Regions from separate parts of the Mus musculus genome. Here region 2 is linked to region 1. A link is a contact called in public Hi-C data. All regions are on one chromosome and are shown on one strand. The core of a region is the stretch at or near the end of the contact, and the rest is flanking DNA. Distances in the headings are between cores, read along the strand shown.

What was found. A called contact is a pair of places that touch in the nucleus more often than the background predicts.
Region 2: a Hi-C map of neutrophils shows a contact between it and region 1, with 2.6 times the contacts expected there. The contact joins two enhancer-like sites. A contact is called at or near these places in 1 of 39 promoter capture datasets (liver), 1 of 15 datasets of contacts at CTCF or cohesin (the NIH/3T3 cell line), 3 of 484 Hi-C or Micro-C datasets (the 3T3-L1 cell line, 3T3-L1-derived adipocytes and neutrophils), 1 of 115 datasets of contacts at active chromatin or transcription factors (vascular smooth muscle cells) and 1 of 9 other capture datasets (embryonic stem cells).

The regions. Positions count from the first base shown.
Region 1 is chr16:25,423,792-25,427,999 of GRCm38.p6, forward strand. No RefSeq gene overlaps it. Among named protein-coding and RNA genes, the nearest start is that of Tprg, 140 kb to the left of the region's middle. Within about 2 kb of position 1,665, at least 114 of the 459 cell types and tissues checked have an H3K27ac peak or open chromatin away from gene starts, as enhancers often do. A contact at or near this core is called in neutrophils, where this site is marked.
Region 2 is chr16:25,956,239-25,960,223 of GRCm38.p6, forward strand. It overlaps P3h2 (prolyl 3-hydroxylase 2), which reads right to left. Exons shown (of 15, transcript NM_173379.3): 15 at 3,046-3,985. Among named protein-coding and RNA genes, the nearest start is that of P3h2, 150 kb to the right of the region's middle. Within about 2 kb of position 2,638, at least 67 of the 459 cell types and tissues checked have an H3K27ac peak or open chromatin away from gene starts, as enhancers often do. A contact at or near this core is called in neutrophils, where this site is marked.

The DNA of each region.
Region 1 (4,208 bases), core at 415-2,914:
TGGAATAAACATTCTTACAGGAAGGGTTTTGTTGTTGCTGTTTGTTGTTTGTTTGATTGCTTTGTTTTGTTTTACCTGTCTCCCCGAGACTCAAAGTTGAAATGCTTACCTTGATGTTAAGGTTGAAAGTCATAGCTAATTCCATTCTTCAGTGTATCTCTTTTAAGAAACCTTACTTCCTCAGAATCAAAGACTCAGGTACAGTCGGTTATCAGTTTGGTGCACACATTCAAAACCGGAACTTGAACAGCCTTGTTTTGTTCTTTTTGCTTCCATTACTATTTTGTTCCTTCCTCTGTCCCTCTTTGTCACACCTACTTCTTCACCCTGCGATGGCAAACGTTGTTTAAGTCCCTAAGGCAAGGAACTTCTATTGAGACCTTGAGAGGAAATGTTGAAATCCTTAGCTGTCCTGTCAACAGTAGTGGAATGAAAAGTCATTCAATAGTTCTGGCAACACTTCTGAAGAAGGCGTTATTGGCCAATTATTTTAATATTGTTGCCTGAAACCCCCCATATGCCTCCAGGTAGTAGCATTTTCTGGCAGAAGCCTTTGAAATGTCTGGCTTGTTCTCTTGAGTTACTGTTTAAGGCTCCCCTTGATGACTAATTTCTTTGTGTATGTTTGTCCCTCTTGCAAAGCTCAGTCAGCCATCCCTACGACTTTCTATAGGACACAGTGTAGCATCCTCAGTGAAAGCTACTCAGAATGAAGCAAAGGAAGAGAGGTTCCTTAATCCCAAGGTCTAGTATCTTTTTCATATGTTCAAGAGCAAGTATAGAACTTCCATGAAAGCTTTCTCTGAGTTAGCCATAAGAAAGAGCTCTCAGGAATTTGAGAGATGTTTCTACGTAAGCACGAACATCTTTTCAGTGTTAAATATCCAACGACTGAAGGACTACTTCTTGATGTCTGAACCCTCAACTCACTTGATACACGGTTATTAGATAGCATGTCCACTTCAAACAGCATTGGTGTAGTACAATATCTGGAAAATCAATATAAAAATTCTCTAAATAGTTGTTGCTAAACACTCAGATAATTAGATACCTGTTTTGGAAAGAACTTAAGCAGTTATGCAATTTCCTATGAAATTACTTTAACTTTCCTATCGGTTAATTTTCTAATATCCAATCTGGGAGCCGTTTATGCTCATTTCTCAGATGTGGAGCCTCAGTGAAATGATGTCAAACCATCTCACTGACACGGAAAACATTAAGTTCCTGCCTATCTAACAGGACGTCTGCCAGAGACCCATGGGGAGCCATCCAGAGTAACTCAATTCAGTTCCCGACAGGAATTCTGTCTTTGTCACGTGCAGCTACTATTATTTGATGCTTTGTGTTCTCACTGGGCTCTTTGTTCCTGTGCTCAGCTGACAACCGCAGACCCGGGGAGCCGTGTGTGCACCTGAATCTCTCCTTTCGTCATCTGAAATATTCCACTAGTGCCTCCCAAATGGAAGTATACATCTATTTTGAAACTAGACTGGATATAAGAACCTTAAAACTCAAAACACACCCCTGTAAACCTGGTCTTTCTCGTCTGGTCTTTGTTTCATTCTGTTTTCCCTATACAAATTTGTAATGAGACTTCCTTCAGAATCTGCTTGAATTCCCATAGCAGAAATCCTCACAGGCTTCTGATACATCTCACAGGCAGTGTCTCTCTGCCAGCTCTTTCATTTAAAAACATGCTGACTGGTGTAGTATACTTTAACTTTTCATGCCAGACTGTGAGGGCATTTGGAAACTGCAGTAAGGTTGCCACATTTCTTAGTTTATGAGGAAAGGCTGGTAATGGTGGACTTGCCTTACTTCCCTGTGGTTGGTTGAACGTTTTGGTCCCTAGAATTCTGCCCATCCTTTTTTTTCCTGCCCATCCTTTAACAGAAAAGCTAGCTATGTCTTGACTGCTTCCAGATCCTTTGCCTTGAGACTCAGTTTCATTGTCCCTTTGTTGAAACATTACTAAAGGTGCCAATTTACAGAGCCCCGGGGCTAAGGAAGGATAGAAACCTTCCAAACTAATGCTTTCATTTGCAGAACATGAAACACAGGCTTAGAAACTTTTTTTAAAAAGCCAAAAAAGAAAAAAAAAAAGAATAGAGAGAAAGAAAAGATGGTAAGTCCTTGACAATATTGGAATTAGACGATATTTTCCAGTTCCTATTTTTACCCCACTGCTCTCTTCCATATAGCACCTCGGTTCCCAGGGAAAAGGGTTCATTGCGATCTTTGTATCACATAGCTGGGTTAGAGAGTGAGAGTACAATAGGCCATAGTTGTTTAGGGGGGAATTTCCAGAAATTGCCTTTATTTTCTTAAAGGCTAAGGTCACTCATGGAACACTCTGCCTTCCTATCTGATCAAAACGCCCAAACAAAGCTACGGAAGCCAACTGAGCCAGCAGATGTTTTGTAAGGTAGCTTTACCTCTCTCCCTGGCATTTCACAGGGCAGCAGGGAGAGGGCAAAAGTATTAAATTTAGGCTTAAAAGCTCCTTCAAAATTCTTTACACACAAGAGACCATGCTGGAGAAAAGAAGATGACTTATGCCAACGGGAAGAAAAAGAGAGGCTAATGCCTGTGGTTTTCAAAGGTTAAGAACAACAACAAAAAAAACCAACAGCCCAAGTATTTGCACAGGGATGAAATGCTCCCTGGCGTTGGGCCAACAATTATACAAGGGTTTGTGCCCACATCCTGTAGCTGTGGTTTAGGGACGCTGCTCATGAGTGACTTCTTATGTTCAGTGACAGGAAACTTTAGTCACTGATGTGTAAACTCACCTTTGGTCTGCACCTCCCACAATGAGCTCCAAACCCACTTTGGGGCCAAGCCTCCAGATTTCCTTGCTAATGCCATTCCCTGGAATCTAAGGAAGAACTCCATTTGAAAGGTAATGAATGCTGCTGGATCAATAGGTATTCTATCTGGTTTCCACGACCCAGTAAGCCACAAAGGAGAAGTATGACATTGTCCACTAGACCCTTTTAAGTCCCCAACTCCACAGCAAAGGGTAAGCCACATTTCATTTCAGGGATGCAGCTAAGGTGAAATGTGATGCCTTCAGGCACGAGGCCCTTTCCCACCTCTATTCGATGCCTCTTCCACTCTTAAATTCACATCAAAGGTTTCTTATCAAATATTTCAGAAGTCTCCATTATGTGACATTGGATGGAATGTGCAAGCTTGGATTAATTCATTTTAATGCATACACGATGCATCTTCATGTTGTATTATGTGTGTAGAAATGTGATGGATTGAATTTTCCACACGGTCAAGTTGTTGTGTGTCTTGTTCACAATGCTATCTCAGGCAACTCAGAACTTCCTTTCTGTCCCTTTTATACCCTCTTCCCCCTTTGTGGAACATATGGAACTGTTTTGAAAGGGACCTTATGGATTATCTTGTTAGCCTGCTGCTTAGTTTAAGGAAGCAATTAAGTTTCTTAACCAGATAGATTGCTTTTGTACTAATGATCCTGTGCCTATAATTCACCATACCCGTCATTTTCACTTCTGTTTTCTTTTTTCCTTTCCATCTTCTTTTCTTCCTTCCTTTTCTTCCTCCTCCTTTTTTTACTTGATCTTTCTTTTACTTCCTCTTCCTCTTCCTCTTCCTTGTCCTCCCAGTCCTCCTCTTCCACCTCCTCTATCTTCTCCTCTTCCTCCTCCTCCTCCTCCTCCTCCTCCTCCTCCTCCTCCTCCTCCTCCTCCTCCTCCTCCTCCTCCTCCTCCTCCTCCTCCTCTTCTTCTTCTTCTTCTTCTTCTTCTTCTTCTTCTTCTTCTTCTTCTTCTTCTTCTTCTTCTTCTTCTTCTTCTTCTTTTTCTTCTTCTCCATACTTATTACTGAATGGAGGTCTCCAAGTAGGGTCACCACCAAGCACTCTACCACAGAATATTTTTAGCCCATCCTCTTTTCTAAAGCAATTAATTCTACCAGTAATAACCTATATCAAGATTATTTCTCTGACTATTGAACTGAAAACTTCTTCTTTGAAAATGTATTGAGACAGCACACTCACTCTACAGAGCCTTGGCTGATCTGGAGCTTATAACAATCCTCCAGCCTCAGTGCCCTGAGTGATGAAATTATAGCCATGAGCTGCCTTCGCTGGTCTGGTACTGTCAGCAAAATCTTTGTTTTTTTTTTTGGTCAGTCTAGAAGATAAAGCAGGAACAATGAATCTATCCCAGTGCTTC
Region 2 (3,985 bases), core at 1,388-3,887, 530 kb after region 1:
CTCAAGCATTCACATGGCCTCTGCCATCCATTGTACTAAAGAGCAGGATCAATGATCAGATTGTTCCAAGTTTGTCATTGTTGGCTCTCAGAGGTCAGAACAGTAGTGGGCACAGAAAGCATTGTTTTTTCTGCATGGAGGAGGAGGAAGAGGGAGGAGGAGGAGGAGGAGGAGGAGGAGGAGGAGGAGGAGGCAACAGAGACTTTGACAGTCTCACAGGGCCACTGTTCCAGCCCAGCAGTGAGCTCAAAGGTGGTTGACACGACTTGTCTCCATGCATCCGAAGCTATTAACCAGGTAAAAACAAACCAGACCCTGCATCTCCAATTGAAAACATCAAATTGTCCGGGAGCAGAAGATTTGAGGGTGGGCTGCTGGGACCATGTGAGAGGGTAACGTCATTCCACAGGCTTCTTGGCGATAGGTGGAAGAAACCCAGGGTCTTGTAGTTTGGAATTTTTGCCAAATGGCTCCTCTTTCCCTCTAAGAGTTCAGTGTGTGGGACTGGTCTCCTTTTCCCCACTTTCCAGCTACAACAATGTCAGCTTCCTCCGAATACTTAATGCTTTGGCATGAGGAGCTTCTGAGGTGGCCCCATTACTCCTTCCTTGACGTCATTGAGGGAGTTGTTCCCTGTGGCTGTCTTCTGTGAAATAATTCAGCATTTGTACTTCAATTAAAATTCATAGGTATAAATTATTAAATGGAACTGACTCATTCCGTGGCTTCTCTTCAGCTGAGTACATGCCAAAGAAATGTTACTTATTGTGCGAATGATGAGAAGCCAGGAAAACGGAGAAGTCCTTGTCAGCTGAGAGGCAGGCTGTACAGAAAGGTACTTCACATCCCAGGTTGCACTGTCCTAGGTCAGTCCATGGTACGTTTAAGTCAAAGACAATCTCTATCTTTGAGGGGCAGCAAAAAGACACCATCCATGATTCCCTCATGATCTCTATGACTGTCATGGGGGTTGCTGCGCACTAGGTATGTCTCATGAAGGAACTGGAAGCAAGTTGAATTAGGGACTTGGGTCCGATGTATCTCATGGAACAGAAGGAGATGCATGCTGTCTCACAGCTATTAGGTGGAAAAGAAAAAGAGTTTGTGTGATTCTAGAAAAGCAAACCTTTCCTGTTAGCAAATTAGTTAGGCCTGGGCAGATGGTGTAGAGAGCAACAGTTCTCAGATGGTTTTGCTTTTCTCTGGTAAGATCTTGCTTCTTCCTCTGGCTCCATGCTCTTAAGTCAAGGAAGTGTCTACAGGCAGTCATTACAGTGTTCATGGCTCTCTTTGTCTTCCACTGTTAAATGGGCATTGTATCCCATGCTTAGAACATATGTGCATTCTCCAGGAAAGACCATATTTAGTGTTATATCTGTTCGATACAGTATTATGATGATGAAAACCAGCCTTTGAAATATAGAACTTTGAAAAAGGAAAGGACAAATGGTCCTTAAGTGATAAAAAAGTAAGACTTTGTTATTTACTCTGCTGTGAGCTTAGGGTCCATGTGTGTAAACAAGGGAAAAGGTGGCCCTGGTGGAAGGATCTAGACCTGCAGAGGCATGGATGAGAGAGGCAAGTTCCATCTTTGGCCAAAGAGGTAAACGTACAAATTCTCTAGGTAGAGGGAGCCCTGCATCTAGATTTCAGCCTCACAGGCAAGGCATTCTTGCATCCCCTATTCCAACAGCGGTGGCTTCAGTCCTACTCCTGTCTGCTCTAACTCAGTCATCACAGCATCATGTCGGAGCCTCAGTTTTTGCCCAAAGTGAAAGAGGCAACTGGATTGTAATCTCTTTGGCTTTCTTCAGCCCTTATAACTACAAATATTCGAATGGGATTTTCCACTTATTTGCAAACAGGACTATTTAACATATAGACTCTAATTTCTGAGTTTGGCTTTCCTAAGTCATTCGATGGCACTCCCTAAATATTTGAATGAAATTATGCATGGTTTGATGTGGAGCAGATTAAAAAAATGAATGCTTTAGTAGATCTTCGATGTTCCAGGTGTAAAGCAACATGGCCAACCAGCAGAACGGGAACAACCACTCCCTGCTGTCAGCGTGACACACGATGGGATCGCACACAACAGTGGCGGCATCTACTGAGGCGCTTACCCACTTTCTATGGGCTGGATGGCACATTCTGTGCTGAAGCTGCTGCCTCTCCCAGGGCACGAGCGCACCCAGGAAACAAGAACTGTGCAGAGCCAAGGTCTGATTTCTTTGTTGATGTCTTGTAACCAGAAAACAGAAATTAGATCCTTGCCCAGATCTGTCTATCATGGAGTTTTTGTGCCAGCAAGTGCTTTGCAGTGAAGAGCAAACAAATTAACTGCTTCACATATCACGAACTGTCAACCCTAAAGTCGGGGTAAAAGTTTCATAGCCCTGTAGTAGCCCTGTGGTGACGTCACTTGCCACTCTCAGATGTTAGCAGAAAAAAACTTGCTTGTATTTTTTAATATTTCTAATATTAGTCTTGCTATTGGTTTATGTTCAGTTTGAATCTTGAGGAAGGCATAGGGTTTTGGAAACAATTATAATGAATGACACCATTTTCAGAAGAGGAACTGGAGTCCAGAAAGAGGAAGCGAGTTAGTTGCTTTAGGTCACCCGGGAATTGAGAGCTTTGCCCAGTCTTCCACGGCAGAGATACATCCTGAATTCTGGTTTGGCAGTGGTAGGCCAACAGCACACAGCACTGAAGTTGAATTTCTCAGTTCCACCGAGCAAAGTCTTCTTAGCCCTAACCAGATCACAAGTGGCAGAAAGTGAACCTCCCCCTTTACTGGAGCACATTGCAACAGTGGGTGTGGTCTGAGAGCAGAGCCTTTGCAGTGAACCCCGAAGTCTTTGAGTTCTCTGAATTAACACTCCAGCTCGCTAGCCAGTCTTGTTCCCTCCAAAGCAAGTTACCCACTTTCTTGCAGACCACTGTCTGCTGGCAGAGTTGTCATGGTCCATGTGTTCCTGGGTTGTCCCAGATAGTTACAAAAACATCATTGGAAGATAAAATAGGTGTGCATCGGAAGACAAGTTCTGTAACAAGGATCCCTTTATTAAACACTTCAGACACAGCATGCCTGTGTGAGCTGACAGCAGCAGGAAGAGGAGGCTGCCCAACAGAAGCCATTGAGGTGCAGCCTGTGAGAAACAGCTCTGAATTTATACCAGCAGGAGCCCCTCTCCAGCAGCAATAGTGCCTAGGGCAGGGCAATTTAAGGTATTCATTCTTCCATCACCACTGGGGGTGAACCTACACTGCTGGAACCCCTGTTTAGGTGTCCCCTCTTACAGAGCACTGTGGAGGGGAATCAGAACTTCATTTGAAAACACCAGTCCTAACATTCTACCCAAGGGGACCCCGTGCCATAGTCCTTAATCCAGTGGTGGCTTCCTCAAGCCTGAAAGATGCTGTTCTCTGTGATTCTTGGGACTTGGCAGACTGTGTCCTGGGAGCTCCTGTAGACACAAGGCAAACTTGCTGTGAAGAGTCTGAACTCTCAGCCAATGGAACCATGAAAGGTGATGGGGGAAAGGCAGCAAACCATAGAAGCCTGAGACCAATTCACATCCTATCTTTAGACCTCGGGGCACACTCTAGCTGTGGGGTGCTGAGTGCAGGCTGATCATGTTGATATTCTGAATATGCTGCAAAGTAACTGTGTGTGTGTGTGTGTGTGTGTGTGTGTGTGTGTGTGTGTGTGTGTGTGTGCCATGTAGTGTTTGTGTATCTGGGTGGTATGTGTTTCTGTATGTTTATGTTTGTCTTATGTATGTGTGGCGTATTTGGGAGTTTGTGCCATGTGTACATGGCCTGTGTGCACTTCTGTAGTGTAAATTCTGTTGCATGTTTACTGGTGTGACATGAAGAGTGTGGGTGTTGTGACTCAGTGCGGTGTGTGCTTGAGGGTGTGAATGGGCTCTGAATGATGAACTGAAGCAAAACAATGAAGACCAGAAGAAAGCAAATGAAG